2 separate regions of the Sus scrofa genome follow, and region 2 is linked to region 1. A link is a contact called in public HiChIP or PLAC-seq data. All regions are on one chromosome and are shown on one strand. The core of a region is the stretch at or near the end of the contact, and the rest is flanking DNA. Distances in the headings are between cores, read along the strand shown.

Region 1 (3,396 bases), core at 490-2,989:
TAAATAAGTAAAATTAAATAAAATTAAAAGGGGAGAAGGATATTCCTGGACTCACCGATATTACTATACCTTGTCACCTGGGGCCTAAAAGAGTTAGCAGAATCCACAAACTTTTCAGTCTCTCTAAGGAAGATAATGTCTGTCAGTATGTAGTGAGAAAGTCCCTAAACAAAGAAGGTAAGAAACCTAGGACCAAAGCATCCAAGATTCAGGATCTTATTACTCCACATGTTCTGCAACACAAACGTCGGCGTATTGCTCTGATGAAAAAATATGCTAAGAAAAACAAGGAAGAGGCTGCAGAATACGCTAAACTTTTGGCCAAGAGAATGAAGGAGGCCAAAGAAAAATGTCAGGAACAGATTGCCAAGAGCCAGAGGCTCTCCTCTCTGAGAGCTTCTACCTCTATGTTTGAGTCCAGTCAAAAATGAGATATTCTAAGTGTAACAAATAAATGACATCAAATCTTAAAAAAGAAAGAAAGAAAGGAAGAAAGAAAGGTATATAAGGGTGGAAATTTAATAAGAGTTGAAATGTGCAGTAGATTTTGTGGGGAGACCCTAGCAAAATTCAGATCCCATTGTGCCAGTCACTCAGTTTCATCCTACAAGCTGATGACCCTGATGACATGGGCTCTACCAAGAACTAACCTTCAACAATATCTTTTGGTTTCATTTTCCTCATAGTTAGAATAAGGAGAAATGACTCATGTAAGAGGTTTTTCCTTATAGCATCATTTCTAACAGCAAACAGCTGGAAACAACCTAAGTTCTATTTATGGGAGACTGACTAAAAAAATGATTGTAACCCATAAAATGGAATATAATGCAACCATCAAAAGGAGTAAAGTGATCTCAATATGCTGTTATAGAATGATTTCTAGGATATATTGTTAGAGAACTAGGTATATAGTATGCTACATTTTAAAATAAGTGTGATAGGGATATATATTTATATAGTCCTTTATGCCTGTATGTGCATACAACCTATAGAATCAGTTGCTTTGAGAGAACTGGATGAATGGGGAACAAAGACATGAGGAGCAAGGCTGTACTAGTTAGGATACCAGCAGGAGTATACGGCACACTGAAAAGGATAATAGAAGGGACTTGAATGATTTAAAAAGTCATGGACAGGGATAAGGCAGCCAGCAAAGGATGGTGATGAGCCCAGCCTTGGACTAGCTACCGAGGGGAGTCATCACCACGCCTGGGCCTTAAGAGACAAAGGGGGTAAGTGGTTACCTGAACCAGAGAGAGAGAGCTGTAGGTGTAAAAGCCATGGAACAGAAGCCACAGCCTTACATAGAGGAATCCACAGCCCAGCAGGGAAGGAGCTCAGGTTTAAATAAAGACCTGGACTGCAATCTTCCTGTCCTTTAGTTTCTTACCAGTGCTGCCCCCTGGGCAAACCCTACCAGAAGCACGAGGGCAGAGCACATTGTCAGTGCAGCCTTAGAGGTGAGCCTCTGGCAGCCCAGGCAGGTGGACAGTGGATGGATCTGGAGGGCAGAGAATCTCCACCAAGGAAACTGCATGTGTGGTCTTTTCCTTTGTATACATAAACCGTGTGAATATATAACTTATGTGAAAAGTAATCAATTTTGCACACACAAAAAATAAATTTAAAATAATAAAATAAGGGATTAGAGTAGATGGTTTCTAAGTCTCTCCCCTTCTCTGGACTTTACCTATTTCTTTGATGTGAGACCTTTCATGTAATCACAATCCATGGCTCCACCTAGTGTCAAAGCGATGCTTCACTTAGTTCTGAGTGCAGTCTCATTCTAGAGGGATTTGGGGACAGACTTCCTCTCTGCCCCAAATCTCTGGTGTGTATAATTTCATTGTGAATTACACCTGCTTGGCAAATGATCTTATCCCCTAAAAGTAGAAAGTAATTATTTTGAGATACAGAACATTTGTTGTTTTTTCTTTTAAAGAGATAGTGAACATTTACTTAAATTCAACTTTGAACTGAATAGTTAAGATTTTTTTCCCCAACTTTCAAACTGTTCAATACACTTAGAGGTAAACAGCATGTGATCTAAGACAGTAAATCTTCCAAAAGCCCACTTTTGAGCTTATCGCTCCCCTGCTCATATGACCTTAATGCAGCAATTCTCAACCTTGGCTACACACACACACACACATACATACATAATTCCCGGATAGTTTAAGGAAGCTCCTACTGGAGATTCTAATTTAATTGGTCTGAGGTGGTACGCAGGCACAGATTTTTTTTTTCCCCAAGATCACTGAGTGTAATGGGCATCCAGGACTGGGAATTCCTGATTTAATGATTCATTGCTGCCTACTAGGTATATTTTCCTTGGGATGTGCTCCTTTCCCTTTAGACAAACTAGGTTACCTGTAAGACAATTTTCCACTCTCTGTGCCTTACTCATACTACACCCTCTACACTGCTAATGCCTTGAATGTTTTCCACTGCTGCCTCCCTCCAGCTCCACTGCCATAGTTCTGCCTCTCATTCCTGATACTGCATAGGGCTACCTCTTCCAAGCTTTCTCCTGCCTCTCATTTCCAAACAGATATTTGTTCCTCCTCTTTTGAATCTCTGAAGATGTTTTAAAATAACTTTTATGATATTTTTCTCACTAGAAAATTAATACAATTATAGACTATTTATCAAATTGACAACAATCAGAGTGTGATACAGTAGTCCCCTCTTACACATGGGTTTGCTTTCCATGCTTTCAGTGACCTGAAATCAGTTGTAGTCTGACAATACTAAATGCAAAATTCCAAAAATAATCTATTGCTACATTTTGAAGAATGCAACTTCTGAGCAGTGTGATAAAATCTCACAACATTCCACCTGGAATGTGAATCATCCCTTTGTTCATCATATCAATCTTTCCTCACTTAGTAACCCTGTAGGTTTTCAGAACGACTGCTGTGATGTCATAGAGCCTGCGATCAAGTCTCCCTCTTTTACTAATAACAGTCCCAAAGCAGAAGAGCACTAATGCTGGCAATTCACATATGCCGAGGAGAAGTTATAAAGTCCTTCCTTTAAGTGCAAAGGTGAAAATTCTTGACTTAATAAGGAAAGAAAAAAAAATCTTTGGTAAGAACATATCCATGAAATTGTGAAGAAGGAAAAAACAAGGTGTACCAGCTTTGCCATCACACCTCAGACTCCAAAATTTATGGCTACAGTGAGTGGTAAGTACTTAGTTTAGATGGAAAAGTTATCGAATTTGTACAATAAGGTATCTTAAGAGAGAGAGAAAAAAAAAACCACAGTAACATAACTTTTATTACACTATATTGTTATAACTGCTCTACCTTATTATCAATCTCTTACCGCACCTAATTTTTAAATTAATCATAGGTATATATGTATAGAAAAAAAAAAGGACTATGTAGGGTT
Region 2 (3,396 bases), core at 454-2,953, 160 kb before region 1:
TTTTAGCCTAGTAACAAGCTATAGAGGCAAGGACTATTGTAGCTCTTTATGTTGATTGATTATTGTTTAATTCTCTGTCCTTCCTTTCCCTGTTACCTTGTTTTTTAATTCTCTGTCCTTCCTTTCCCTGTTACCTTGTATGAAGACAAATATTACAATTTAGTTTCTGGATCAGAGTACTGACATCACCTCATAGCAATAAAGTAGTTGGTGGGATTCTGGGAGTCTCAGAATCTTTAGGGGATGAGATTCTCTCCATCTGAGCAAAGAGCAAGGGTAAATCCTGGGTAGCAAAACAGGTAGACAATCTGGGTCTTCTTTTGGTCTCCCCTCATAGCAGTTCTCCTTTAACTGTCCTATGCTATACTCCAGAAGCTGACCTCTTTGAAAGACACTACCTGGGCTCTTCTTAGCTGGTTTCCACTTGGGTTTGGGCTGTGGAGGCATCCACAGGGGACTGGAGGCAGGAGGAAAGAGAGGTAGGGTGTTTTATCCATTATTTCTCTGAGGCTGAGGATCTGGTCGTGGCTGTGTTCCTCCACAACTGCAGCTCTTGACCAGTGGCTCTTCCTCTGTGGCTCCAGATCACAAAGCTCTGGAAATGCTCTCCTCCATTGCTCTTCAGCTTAGAGATGACATGGGCTTCCTGCTGTTGCTGTAGCCTGATGGTTCTTAACTGCAACTTGGTGGCTGGAATGCTGCAACTGGATGGTTCTCTTAACCATCACCTTACTCCTTTAAATAGTGAGACCAACTGAGTAGAATTCCAATTCCTGATGGAAACTCAATGGATACACTTTAAAGTATACACACCCATTATAAATACACATGTATGTATTTTAAAATATCAGTGAGAAAAAGTGACCCATGAGAATATACACTCTGGGAATTGAAAGAAATCTTGGTATAGATACTGAACAGATTTTATAAAGTATACAGTAAGAATATTAAGGGGAAATTATTTCAATATCAAATGACATATAACTTTAATTTGTGTATTACTTATAATCATATGAATTTGTGAATGTATGTGTATATGTTTCATACACACATACAAGTAGGTACTTTAAAATCATTTTTCATTATAGAATAAGGATTTCATGTGTTAAAAGATATTTATATGTATAATTTTAAACATATATAAGATTTTCAGCAAGTATGTATACAATTTCCATTGTTGGAGATTTCTGATTTTTGCTACTGTCAATAACATCATGATGACTATCTTCATAAATGTATTGCTTTTTAATATTTTAATTGGAAATACTAGACTATATAGAATATATACTGAAAGAATTAGTGTAAGATCCTCAACTCATTGAAAATCTACCCCAGGACAGTAAAATTGCTAAATATTTCCCTGTATAGCCATAAAATAATTTTTTTTAAAAAACAAAATTTTTGAAAGTTCAAAATATGCTTAGAGGTATTTCCTTTTAACAGATGCTTTTGAAAGAAGTGTGAATTTCTCCATTAAAGTGGGAACCAGGTTTAGCCAAGAACTTTAATCTGTGAAGAGCACGTAATTGCACAAGGTGGGAGTAAGGCTAGAAGCTCTTCAATATTAAACTCTTCTGGAATGGTGTTGCCCATACTCTGGAACAATCTGAATTTTAACCTTAGACTTCAGTCATGGGGCACACCTGAAGGCTGGGTACAGCCTAATCCGCAGAATATCACTGAGCTTTGTACAGCCTTCTTTGGACTTTGTGCATTCCTCAACAGTGACACCATGTGGCACTATAATAGAATGACAGCAGTGAACTCATTCTCTCCCTACCTAGCTAATTTTAGGTTGAGATATAATTCACATATCATAAAATTCACCATTTAAAAGTGTACAGTTTTAGGGAGTTCCCATTTTGGCTTATTGGGTTAAGGACCTGATGCAGGTTTGATTCCTGGCCTCGCATAGTGGGTTAAGGATCCAGCACTGCCTTGGCTGTGGTAGGCCTGCAGCTACAGCTCTGATTTGACCCCCTAGCCAGGGAACTTCCATATGAGGGTGGGTGCAGCCATAACAAGAAAAAAAGTTTACAGTTTAATGGCTTTTAGTATATTCAAAAAATTTTTCAATCATTACCCCTATCTAATTCCATGCATTTTCTTTACCTCCCAAAAGAAACCCATTAACCATTAGCAGGTAATTCCCATGGTCCTCCTAGCCCCTTAGCCCCTGGAAGCTCCCAATCTGCTTTCTGTTTCAATAGATTGCCTATTCTAGACCTTTTATATAAATGGAATCATACAACATATGGCCTTTTGTATTTGACTTCTTTCATTTAGCATAAGGTTTTCAGGGCTCATCCAAGTTGTAACATGTATCAGTACTTCATTCTTTTTAATGACTGAATAATATTTCACTGTGTGGATATACAATTTTTGTTTATCCATTTAAAATTGATGAACATTTATATTGTTCCTATTTTTTTGCTATTATGAATAATGCTGCTATGAACACTTGTGTACAAGTTTTTTGACATATGTTTTCAATTCTCTTGGTTAGGTATATATGTAGAAGTAGAATTCTATGTTAAATGGCAGTTCTATGTTTAATTTTATAAGGTTGAACAAATACATGATGACACCAGCATTGAATAAAATACAAATTTCACTACACACTTAGATGGTAGTTAAAGGCATAGACATTGAAGCCAGGGTACCTGGGTTTGAATCTTAGCTGTACTGCTTCCTAGCTATGTAAGCTTAAACAAATTACTAAAGTTTTGTGTCTCAGTATCCACATCTCTAAAATAGGGGCAATAGTAATATCTTCCTCATAAGATTGTTATAAAATTTATATGAGCTAAAATAGGCAAATCACCAAGACATGGTGTCTGAAATATAAAAAATGCTATGTTTTACTATTACTATTATTTTAAATCTATATTATAATTACTGAATTTTGTTTTCTTAACTGATAGTTGAAAAAAGTGAGGATATGGTTTGTTGAGGTTTACCATTGAAAGGGATGACAGTAATTTAAGGAGGCAGCCAAATCAATGAGAGCTTTTTTGAACAGTGGGCACTTATATTTCAGAGTGTAATTTGAATAAAACTAAGGCTTCACATGGTTCAGTCCAAGCATGTAATAGCATTCTAAGAAAACATAAACTGACTTCTAAAACACTGAAGAATAATACTTTCTTAAAGAGTCCCTACAAATGATCTGCATGGCATATTTAATAGGAAACTTCTAAAATCTTCTCTAGATATTTGTCTTTCCAAATATTTTTTCCACTTCCAGTAGCTACTTATATTTTTCCTACTTCTCAATCATGAGTTCTCCATATCACTTAGACTGAACCCTGATAACCCTCTACCTACAGCCATGCCACTCACATAACCATGTTCCCAGCCAGTGACTCAGCTTCCTGCACTTCTGAGAAATTCACC

The links. HiChIP or PLAC-seq counts read pairs in DNA pulled down with a chosen protein or histone mark.
Region 2: an H3K27ac HiChIP or PLAC-seq map of alveolar macrophages shows a contact between it and region 1, with 2.7 times the contacts expected there. The contact joins two enhancer-like sites. A contact is called at or near these places in 10 of 47 Hi-C or Micro-C datasets (alveolar macrophages, embryonic fibroblasts, fetal skeletal muscle and 5 more) and 2 of 2 datasets of contacts at active chromatin or transcription factors (alveolar macrophages and skeletal muscle).

What each region holds. Positions count from the first base shown.
Region 1 is chr1:216,523,369-216,526,764 of Sscrofa11.1, reverse strand. It overlaps the pseudogene LOC100152856. Among named protein-coding and RNA genes, the nearest start is that of RIC1, 30 kb to the right of the region's middle. Within about 2 kb of position 1,739, at least 3 of the 83 cell types and tissues checked have an H3K27ac peak or open chromatin away from gene starts, as enhancers often do. A contact at or near this core is called in alveolar macrophages, where this site is marked.
Region 2 is chr1:216,686,533-216,689,928 of Sscrofa11.1, reverse strand. It overlaps a transcript of CD274 not described here. Among named protein-coding and RNA genes, the nearest start is that of PLGRKT, 3.8 kb to the left of the region's middle. Within about 2 kb of position 1,703, at least 3 of the 83 cell types and tissues checked have an H3K27ac peak or open chromatin away from gene starts, as enhancers often do. A contact at or near this core is called in alveolar macrophages, where this site is marked.